Linked DNA regions of Zea mays: all the other regions are linked to region 3. Evidence: chromatin contacts called from public Hi-C data. All regions are on one chromosome and are shown on one strand. The core of a region is the stretch at or near the end of the contact, and the rest is flanking DNA. Distances in the headings are between cores, read along the strand shown.

Evidence for each region. Hi-C and Micro-C count contacts between places; a contact is called where the count stands out from the background.
Region 1: a contact with region 3 is called in a Hi-C map of ear, with 2.2 times the contacts expected there. The contact joins the promoter of LOC100277416 here to the enhancer-like site in region 3. A contact is called at or near these places in 2 of 25 Hi-C or Micro-C datasets (bundle sheath and ear).
Region 2: a contact with region 3 is called in a Hi-C map of leaf, with 2.2 times the contacts expected there. The contact joins two enhancer-like sites. A contact is called at or near these places in 5 of 25 Hi-C or Micro-C datasets (ear, endosperm, leaf and 2 more).

Annotation. Positions count from the first base shown.
Region 1 is chr2:10,414,401-10,417,255 of Zm-B73-REFERENCE-NAM-5.0, forward strand. It overlaps LOC100277416, which reads left to right and starts at 1,258. Exons shown (of 10, transcript NM_001150981.2): 1 at 1,258-1,587; 2 at 1,669-1,737; 3 at 2,768-2,821. The coding sequence starts at 1,318. It overlaps LOC111590992 (U5 spliceosomal RNA), which reads right to left and starts at 121; the gene lies at 4-121.
Region 2 is chr2:10,372,415-10,375,416 of Zm-B73-REFERENCE-NAM-5.0, forward strand. It overlaps the pseudogene LOC103645940. Among protein-coding and RNA genes, the nearest start is that of LOC103645941, 37 kb to the right of the region's middle. Within about 2 kb of position 1,272, at least 19 of the 20 cell types and tissues checked have an H3K27ac peak or open chromatin away from gene starts, as enhancers often do. A contact at or near this core is called in ear, leaf and tassel, where this site is marked.
Region 3 is chr2:10,048,651-10,051,737 of Zm-B73-REFERENCE-NAM-5.0, forward strand. No RefSeq gene overlaps it. Among protein-coding and RNA genes, the nearest start is that of LOC100278091, 15 kb to the left of the region's middle. Within about 2 kb of position 1,276, at least 20 of the 20 cell types and tissues checked have an H3K27ac peak or open chromatin away from gene starts, as enhancers often do. A contact at or near this core is called in bundle sheath, ear, leaf and 1 more, where this site is marked.

The sequences.
Region 1 (2,855 bases), core at 8-2,507, 370 kb after region 3:
TGGGGTTCTCCAACAAGGAAATCCCCTTCAAAAATTGGCGTATGCTGCTATTTGCGGCGCACACACGGTATTCTTTAGTAAAAGGCGAAAGAATAGTTCGCTCTGTGTGCACCGCGCAGCTGCGTGGCTTCTCTTGGCTGCCCAGGTCCTCCTTATATGCTATTCCCACGTTCTGCAACAGACCTAAAGCAGCGAGGTGGTACTAAAACTGCTGGTGCCCGTGAACTAGATTGCCGCACGCGCTCTGCTCTATGTGCGCCCGCGGCTGCCGCGAACTGGGCCTGGCCCGTTACTCCGTGAGGGCGCGCTTGCAACGGTTGGTGCTAGGCCATCTCAGCAGAGATGGATAGACACCTCCGTGAGACTACTGTGAGAGGTTTTTTTTTTTTGCTCTTTCTCTACCTTGGCACAATGGCACGTTATAGACACTTGGGGACTGAATAAATTGGTGAGCAGGAGTTTTATGCTCAACCAGTCCGAATAGATACCTAGTCATCACATATTCTCTGTACCAACCGTACGTCAATATGTATGTTACTTCAGGGACGAACCTAGTACAAAATATGACTTAGGATGTGCTTCTAAGGATGAACTCTAAAATACCATAGCAGTGGCATCTAAATTAGGCTGAGTAGGGAACCTCATGTTAAAATTTAGACTCTAGTACTTGACACAAAAAATGTGCGGCACTCGGCTCTACTTGGGTCCGCCCTGCATTAGTTGGAGGATAAATAAGATTTTCTTAGTACACAAGTTTATAGTTTCTGTTCAAGTGTCGCCTACAAAAGGTAGAAGAGGATATCTAGCTATAATAAGTGTTTTATAAATATCCGTTCTCGAATATTTATCGTCGGCTACTTTATTTTTTTACTAAAATGTGATAAATGAAAAAGAACAGGTAATGCTCTAATTGTGTTTTTTCCGTATATTAGCATTGCTTCGAGCACATACCTTTCTAAACGAGAAAAATGCTAGCCATTCTAGATCATATGGGAGGAATAGAGTGTAGCTCCTACCAACTCACCAATAATAATACGGATGTAAGAAACAAAAGAATGTACAAAGAAAATCCAAATGAATAAAAGGAGAAACAATGAGTGGAAAATGATATGGAGCACCCAACAGTATACGCATACGCCAGGCACCACATGTCCATCCGCGACTCCGCGTCGGTATCCGTCAAGAAATTTTCAACAAAAAAAAAACTTAATTTTCCACTCCTATTCTTCCCCGACGCCGGGGACCAGCGCCAGCGCCACCAAGAAGTGACCCACCCAGGTAGCCAGGTAGGTAACCGCCCGTGCCCCGTCGCCGGCGATGGCGAGGTACGAGGCGTCGGCGGCCGCGCCGGGCGTAGACTTTCACCTTCCCGACGAGATCCTGGCCGTGATCCCCACCGACCCGTACGAGCAACTGGACGTGGCGCGCAAGATCACCTCCATGGCCATCACCTCCCGCGTCTCCCGCCTCGAGGCCGACTCTGGGCGCCTCCGCCGTGACCTAGCCGACCGCGACCACGCCGAGGCCGAGCTCCGTGCCCGCCTCGCCGACTCCGACGCGCGCCTGGCCGCCGCTCTCGACGAGAACGTAAGCTCCCCGCCCTTCCCTTTGCCCCGTAGAATTATGATTTGTGATTGGCTTCTTTGACTACGATCCTTTGTCGCGCAGGCGAAGCTAGCGAAGGAAAGGGACTCGCTCGCCGCGACGACCAAAAAGCTGACCAGGAATTTGGCGAAGGTATGGCCTTTACTAGCTTCCTAGGCCCATCTCAATTCTGGTTACAGGTTTTGGCTTCAGCATTGATTGTTATGTGAAGCCTGCAAATTTTGGGTAGAGGTGTGTTTCGAGTGTACAGTTAGTGGAATTGTTGGGGACTTTCACCAGACTCTGTTCTTTTAATGTTGTTTGCTTGTGTATATCAGAGATGTGCTTTTCAGTGGCCATGATTTTGGACATTTGGTAAAGATGGGACAAACAAGCATTTGATTATTATGAATTTGGATGGTCCGTATGTCTAGCATTGTTTGTAGGTAGTGTGCAAAGAGCCAGTTTTATTGTAGTGTAGTCGGCATCGCAGTGGAGAGTACGTCTTATGTTTTATCATTACTGACTTACTGTGATGAAAGAGAGACAGCCTTTGATTTGTTCTTGATGATTTGAAGTAGTAGATTTATTTTTATTTTTATTTTACTCTGGCAGATGGTTCAACTTTGGCTGGGTACAAAATTGTGATACTGCAGGGGGTTTATATCTTTCAGTCTTAATTACGGATTTTGTGTAGTTGGAAAATAGATAATTTTACTACAGATATTGAGGTTGCGTGACAGATTAATGTGATTCTAGAGAAGCCCGCTGGCCGCTGGTAGTAAATAATTTTGAATACGGTGTTATTGGTATCAGATTGTCAGGCCAGGTTTATGGAAACTGATTCAATAGAGAAATAGCATAAAAACAGGACAGGTTCAGTTACTACTTTACTGTCAGTCACGTTGCAGTTTCAGGCATAGTGTTGCAGGAACTATAATAATTGGATGTTTTTTTTTATGGAATTGACTGAAATTTTCGAACGGAACATTACTTGTCTGTGATTCTGGTGACTGATGAATCATAAACTGGTTATTTGCCATTTCCTTGAATGATGTCACATGTATGAGCCTGGCAAGGAATTCTAACCAGCATGAAGTTTGTCAGACTCTACTTCTATTCAACATGAAAAAATGCACTTTGCTAGTTACCCGAATTACCAGAGATTGTTCATTCTGTGCAGTTGGAGGCTTTTAAGAAACAACTGATGAAATCGTTAAGTGAAGATAATCTATTGGTGAGTTGTATTGATCAACTATTTTTGTTCACTC
Region 2 (3,002 bases), core at 22-2,521, 320 kb after region 3:
TAAGACGAATGCATGGTTGGGTGGGTAGGATGTCGGCATCGGTACGATAAAGCTAACCGAATTACTAGTATTTATCTGCACTTAATTTGGTGCTCTTAGTTTTATACTTGTTATTTAAAATCTAGTCCTCCGTGTGCTGTGTAATATGCTGTCAAAGAGATAGTTAGCCCGAAATTTTGCATGACAAAGAAGTGTCCCATGCTCGAAGTTTTTGAACATGTTTAGGCCCCGTTCGTTTCTCTAGGATTGGACCCGGATTTATTCCAACCTATCAAAACTTATATAAATTAGAGAAACAATCCGGTTAGGAACTATTTCAGGTCTTCAATCCGTGAAAAACGAACAGGCCCTTAGGGATGGGGGGAGTCGATCAAGTACGACTTTCGTGTGACAGTTAACGCGAGACGGGCGCATGTTGTTTGCGTTGCGCGCTGACGTAGGGCTTCGTTTCCGTGTTGAAATTTCTGGCAAACGGGCGTCCAGTTTCTCCTTTCTCTAAGCTGATCAAAGAAAAAAACGATTAATCAACGGCAGGTGACGACGTTGGGATTGAAGTCAAGTTGGCACACTTGGGCAGTACGGCCGAAAGGAAAGAAATGCAGGTATCCACGTGTTATACCTCATGCATGTAACCACTCTGACCGTTTTTATCATTTTCGCCTAGCTAGCACCTACTATACTGGTACGATTAGAAAAAAAACTAAGCGGATGTTTAAATGCACTAGAGCTAATAGTTAGTTAGCTAAAAATTTGATGGTAGAATTAGCTGGCTAACAAATAGATAACTACTAGCTAATTTATTAAAAATAGTTGATAGCTGAAATATTAGATAGAGTGTTTGAACGTCTCTAACTAATTTTAGCCACTAACTATTAACTCTAGTGCATTTAAACACCCCATAAACTACCACCATTTGCTTATAGTATAGTGGAAGTTGTCAAGTCACAAAACGCCCTATATAATGGAGATTGGAGGTCGACGTTGTACAATAACAAAAGTGCGGGAGTCTAAACTATTGTTCCACTGGATTCATTGGACCTGTGTCTTGTCAGCTCAGATAAGGTCCCCTTCAACTTGGGTTCTTTAAAAACCTAAATCGAGCTGTTCAATGACGAGCCCCAACGTGAAACCACACCACCCACCATCATCATGACTAGTTAATTCCATAATCACCACCTAACGAGCTTGATCAGTGCCCTGGCTTTCTCTCCAGCGTGCCAGAGTATCTGCTGCCTTTTGGTGGCGCCAATTTCATATAGGCCAAGTGGCAGTGGCTACCGCTGTGCGGGCCCTACTCGCTGCGTCATTGCACGATTCCATATAAATGTAGCTGCTGTCATGTGAGTGTGACACGTTTGTCCATTTCTTCTGTTCGGTTCGACAACTCGATTTCGATCCCCCACTTGTTTCAGAGATATCTGAAGGGAGCAGAAGCAGGAGCAGCAGAGCGAGCAGGCAGAGAAGGGACGATCGAGCAAGCAAGCTCCGGGCAGGGAGAGATGAGGAAGCCCAGGCTGAGTGTCGGCGGCGGCGGCGGCCTCCTCCATGGCTTTCCCTCCCCCGTGCTGCTGTTCTTGCTGCTGCTGCTGCTGAGTTCTTGGAGGGTGGCTGCCCAGGCGCAGCAGGCGCCTCAGACTGATCCGGTGGAAGGTACGTATGTAATAGGGTATGCAATTATGCATGTACCCCACTCGATCGACAGAGCTGTGCTCTGTAAGCTATAGCGATGGTTGTTCGTGTGCCGATGAGAGAGAGGCTTGCCTTGGCTCTGTGGACAGCGGCGGCGGTGAACGCGATCCTGAGCAAGCTGAGGCTGAGCGCGCCGCCGTCGTGGAACATCAGCGGGAACCCCTGCAGCGGCGCCGCGACGGACGACACGTCCATCGACGACAACCCTGCGTTCAACCCGGCCATCAAGTGCGACTGTTCCGACCAAAACAACACGCTCTGCCATGTCACTAGACTGTGAGTCCAGAGCTGCCGCCGCCGCCGCCGCGCTCCCTTTCTCTATCTCTCTCTCCATGACAGATTCACCAATTTTTTTTCCCATCCGATGCCGGTGGCGGTGCAGGAAGATAAACACACTGGACGCAGTTGGCCCCATACCTGAGGAGCTGCGGAACCTCACTCACCTCGTTAAACTGTATGTGCTGCCTGCCTAAAGCTCGTCTCTAAGGCCTGCACTCTTTTTTTTTCTTCAAACTATGTACTATGTATAGTCCCTTCGCCAACTGCTTGCTGTCCCTTTTTTTTGGCATGAGATTATTTCAGAACAAATACTAAGCTTTTTTGGCATGAGATTTCTGCGGTACAGAGGGCTTGTTTTCTCGGGGTAGCTGTCGGCTGTGGACTCTTGTTGGGCCAAGCCCATTAGCAAGTTGCAAATTTTCTCCGGTCTCTGCTGTTTCCGCTCCGCACCAATCCACCTCGAAATGGCCGAGGGATCGCCGGCCGCCGCTGGGCGCATACCATTGCTCTTCGACGGCGCAGACGGCCGTGTCTCACTTGCCCGTCGGAGAAACGAGGAGTGCTCCGCTCGTATTCCGATTTCAAGCTCGGTAGCTTTTCCCCGCAATTCCTAGCTCATTCTTAACCTAGGATAGTAGTTCAAGTCACCGTTGTGTCTGTACCGTATGCTTCCCTTCAGCGGCACAAGCCCACAACCACACTGGCTAATTTGTTTGCCTGCTGATTTTTTTGTGTGTGGCTTGGTCAGTGTCCATGATAACGCATGTATGTTCTCTTTTCACACTTGGGGTGCGCCGTGCTCGTAATGTTTGTTTGGTTAAGATCGTTTTTTCCTTAGGCAGGCATTAGTGAGATACCTAACTTGAAGCTGAAGGCGACTCGAAATCTCCAGTGCACATGAAGTTTTTCAGATTCATGTTGATAGTAAAAATCAGTAGCTGCATTCAACCAGTCCAGTTATCGCTTGAACTTGCAGGATTAACGCACCTTAAAATTTCAGGGACTTCAGAAAAAATTACTTCTACGGGCCATTA
Region 3 (3,087 bases), core at 26-2,525:
ACGATCTACATCTCCCATATCAGCATGATATCGTCGTCTTGCTTGCATTGGATGGGTCGTCTCGTCCGCCGGCGGTCCAGTCCACGCCGTGGCCTGTGTGCGTGTGATGCATGGCTCGGCCTCGGCTCGTACTACGTACGTCTTCTTGTACGCTTGCGTCGCGTGTGGGTCCGCCAGTGAGCTGTCTATCTATCTAGTATCTCCGTTCTCCATGCACGCACACGTACGCCCGCACGCGGAGATCAGAGAGGCAGAGCTAGCGACCACCTCTGACGACGTCGTCTCAAAGAAGCCTGGACAGCGGCAGCAGGCAACGAGAGTGAGCGAGAGACCGCCCTGACGGGCTGGTGTTTCGTCTGGAACTGGGATAGGGAGGAGAAAGAGAAGGAGAAGGAGAAGAAGAAAGAACCGACGGTCGCGCGGAGCAGCAAAACCGGTCGCTCTCGCGCGCGCTGCAGCGGGCTCGATCGCGTAGTATAGTCGTCGGCGCGCGCCCGCCTACTCCCCCGATACGACGCGAGCATTTAAGCGCGCGCTCTCCGTCCGAGTCGCGCGACGACGACGCGATCGATCGAGCCTGCTTCCAGCTTCCTGCTTCTCCTTCCCGACCTCATTGATGAGGGTGATGTGCGGGGGACGGCGACGGGAGTTAATGACGAGAGCAGAGGGCGCATGCAGAAAGAAGAAGCTCTCAACGCGAGCCATGGCAATAAATGGGCGCCGGTGACCGTCCGTCGGGCGCGCGAACCATGCACGTCGCTGTCGGGTTTAGGTGCCAACGCCCGCCACTCGTGGCTTCGGTCTGCCGGCCGTCTCCTCAATCCTCCACACAGGCACAGCGAGTGGCCGCTGTACGGAGCACGTGAATAACAACAAAACAAAACAAACAGGTTTGGGGTGGATTGGATGGGACAAGCAGGACGATCAGCAGATAGTATAGCCTGAAATCCACGCCGGCGGGCGTGGAGCCCATGCACATGCACCGCGCCGGAATCGGTCGTTTGCCCTGCCGTGCGGCCGGGGCGGATGCCTCGAGGCATCAGCAGGGGCCGGCAACATTTCACATCATGCAGCAATGCAGCTGCAGCTGCAGCCTGCAGGTATTCTTTTCTTCGAGTTGGAGGGACAGTACCGAGAAGCGGCACGTGAAGAAAGGGCAAGCGCACAGCAATCACGCGTTGCGTGTGCTTGTTGGACTGCCATCCACTTACTGATGGGCCTCGTCAAGTATGGGGATGGACAATACTTGGGCTGGGCCGAAGGCAATCCCACAATAGTCTACAGCACCACCTCTCGCTCCCAAAAAAAAAACAGAGAGTAAACATTGGCGTGGGTATGGCCCATGTGGTCTCTGCCTCCACTTCTGATCATGCTGTGGTCTTCTGGTTTTGCATATATGGTGCTAACACCGTCTGTTCACTAAATTTCATACTTAAAAAAATATTTTATGTATTTTACAGTATACTCTAAAAGATTTGTTTCTCTATAACTTTACCGTCTCCCGCAGCATCCTCTAAAATTTAGCCTCTATATATCATTCTCCTTATTACACCAACTTAGTTAACAGAATAAAATATTTTACTAAACGCCTCCAAACATTCCCTACCGTAATTTTTTTTCTTTCTTAACCTGGGCACTTTCTCTATTCATTGCGGGGTCACCTCCTAGTAGCAGCATGCATCTGCTAGTTCAGCTCATGTGTATAGGCGTCATACAGGCGTTTCCACTGAGGATAGACGTCCTGCCCTTCTCTGTTAGCTCCGCAGCTATTTTGGCGTCAACGGCAACCGAAGACTGTTTGTAATAAGGCTAAAGAGAACAGGAGTAATCTTTAATTTTTTTCATGGGCTTATAATTAGCATCACCATCTGTTATAAAATTGTAGGCTGTTTTAGGTTTCCTAGGTACCCGTAGCTTCTGCTTTTTTCGTCGAGATAACGACTTGTGAGCGATACCCGGTGCCTTTTTTTTTTCGTCGGTAGATAAGAACACTGGGCGTGGCAAGACGAGTGTCGTGTGAATCGGGTTTCCTCCTCTCTCTCTCTCTCTCTCTCTCTCTCTCTCTCTCTCTCTCTCTCTCTCTCTCTCTCTCTCTCTCCATCCAAGCGGAAGGCGGTATAGATAAAACGATCTGTTTTCGATTGGAATTTTGTGACTGGGACGAACTTGCCCCCTGAAAATGACGCGTTCGGATCAGGCTCGAAGAGTCCCGAGGGGACGTGTCAAATCAGAGGGAGCCCGTGAAGTCAAACACTCGAGCCTTATTTGGGAATATAAGATCTATTCCTGATGGAGCCATGCACCACCAGTTCAGGTACTGTACACACTAAACCAGCTAGTTCGCTTATTAGGTGATCGTGACTGATCCAAACAAGGATAGGCAACGATATATAGAATCCTCCAAACACATGTTTCATTTACGCAGTCAGCCGAAAGATGTTACCATGTCTAATCGGGGTACTGAAATACATGTTTACGAAAATGCATGGTCATCTATATATGCATACTCTTCCACGTCACATCTAAAATATTAATTGAAAATGCTACAGTCATTTAGATATTTATAATAGACTTATTTGATGTTGGAGTCAGCGTTAAGAGCGGCCTCGGTCTTGGCCATGTATCTTGTTTCCATGCCACCCAGGTGGTGGAATCGACCCCGTTCAGATCAGGCTCTGGCTCTCACATTCTTTAAACAGGATTTCTCGTGACTGAAAATCTGTCTGTATCCGAAGCATTTGGATGGGACATGTCAGCAGGTGTTGTAGTAGCTAGTACGTACCACTCGCTAGCTAGCTAGTCGGCACGTAAAACATTTTGGGGTTGACCCCAGTTGGGCAAGCCAAACCCCAAACACTTGTACTACCTATAGGTGTGTGACCGGACAGGTTAGGCGTGGACAGCCAGAACCCCGGCCGTGGCACTGGCATCGTCCTTTGTCAGTCAACGCTCGTGGCGCGACCGAGACCGAGCCCGAGCCCGGCGGCCGTCCACTCATCGCAATCATTGGCCCACGCGTTCTATTTAACTCGCTCGGCTTGTGAATTTTTATCCATGGTTCGTTTTACCACGGCAACAAATCCGTGT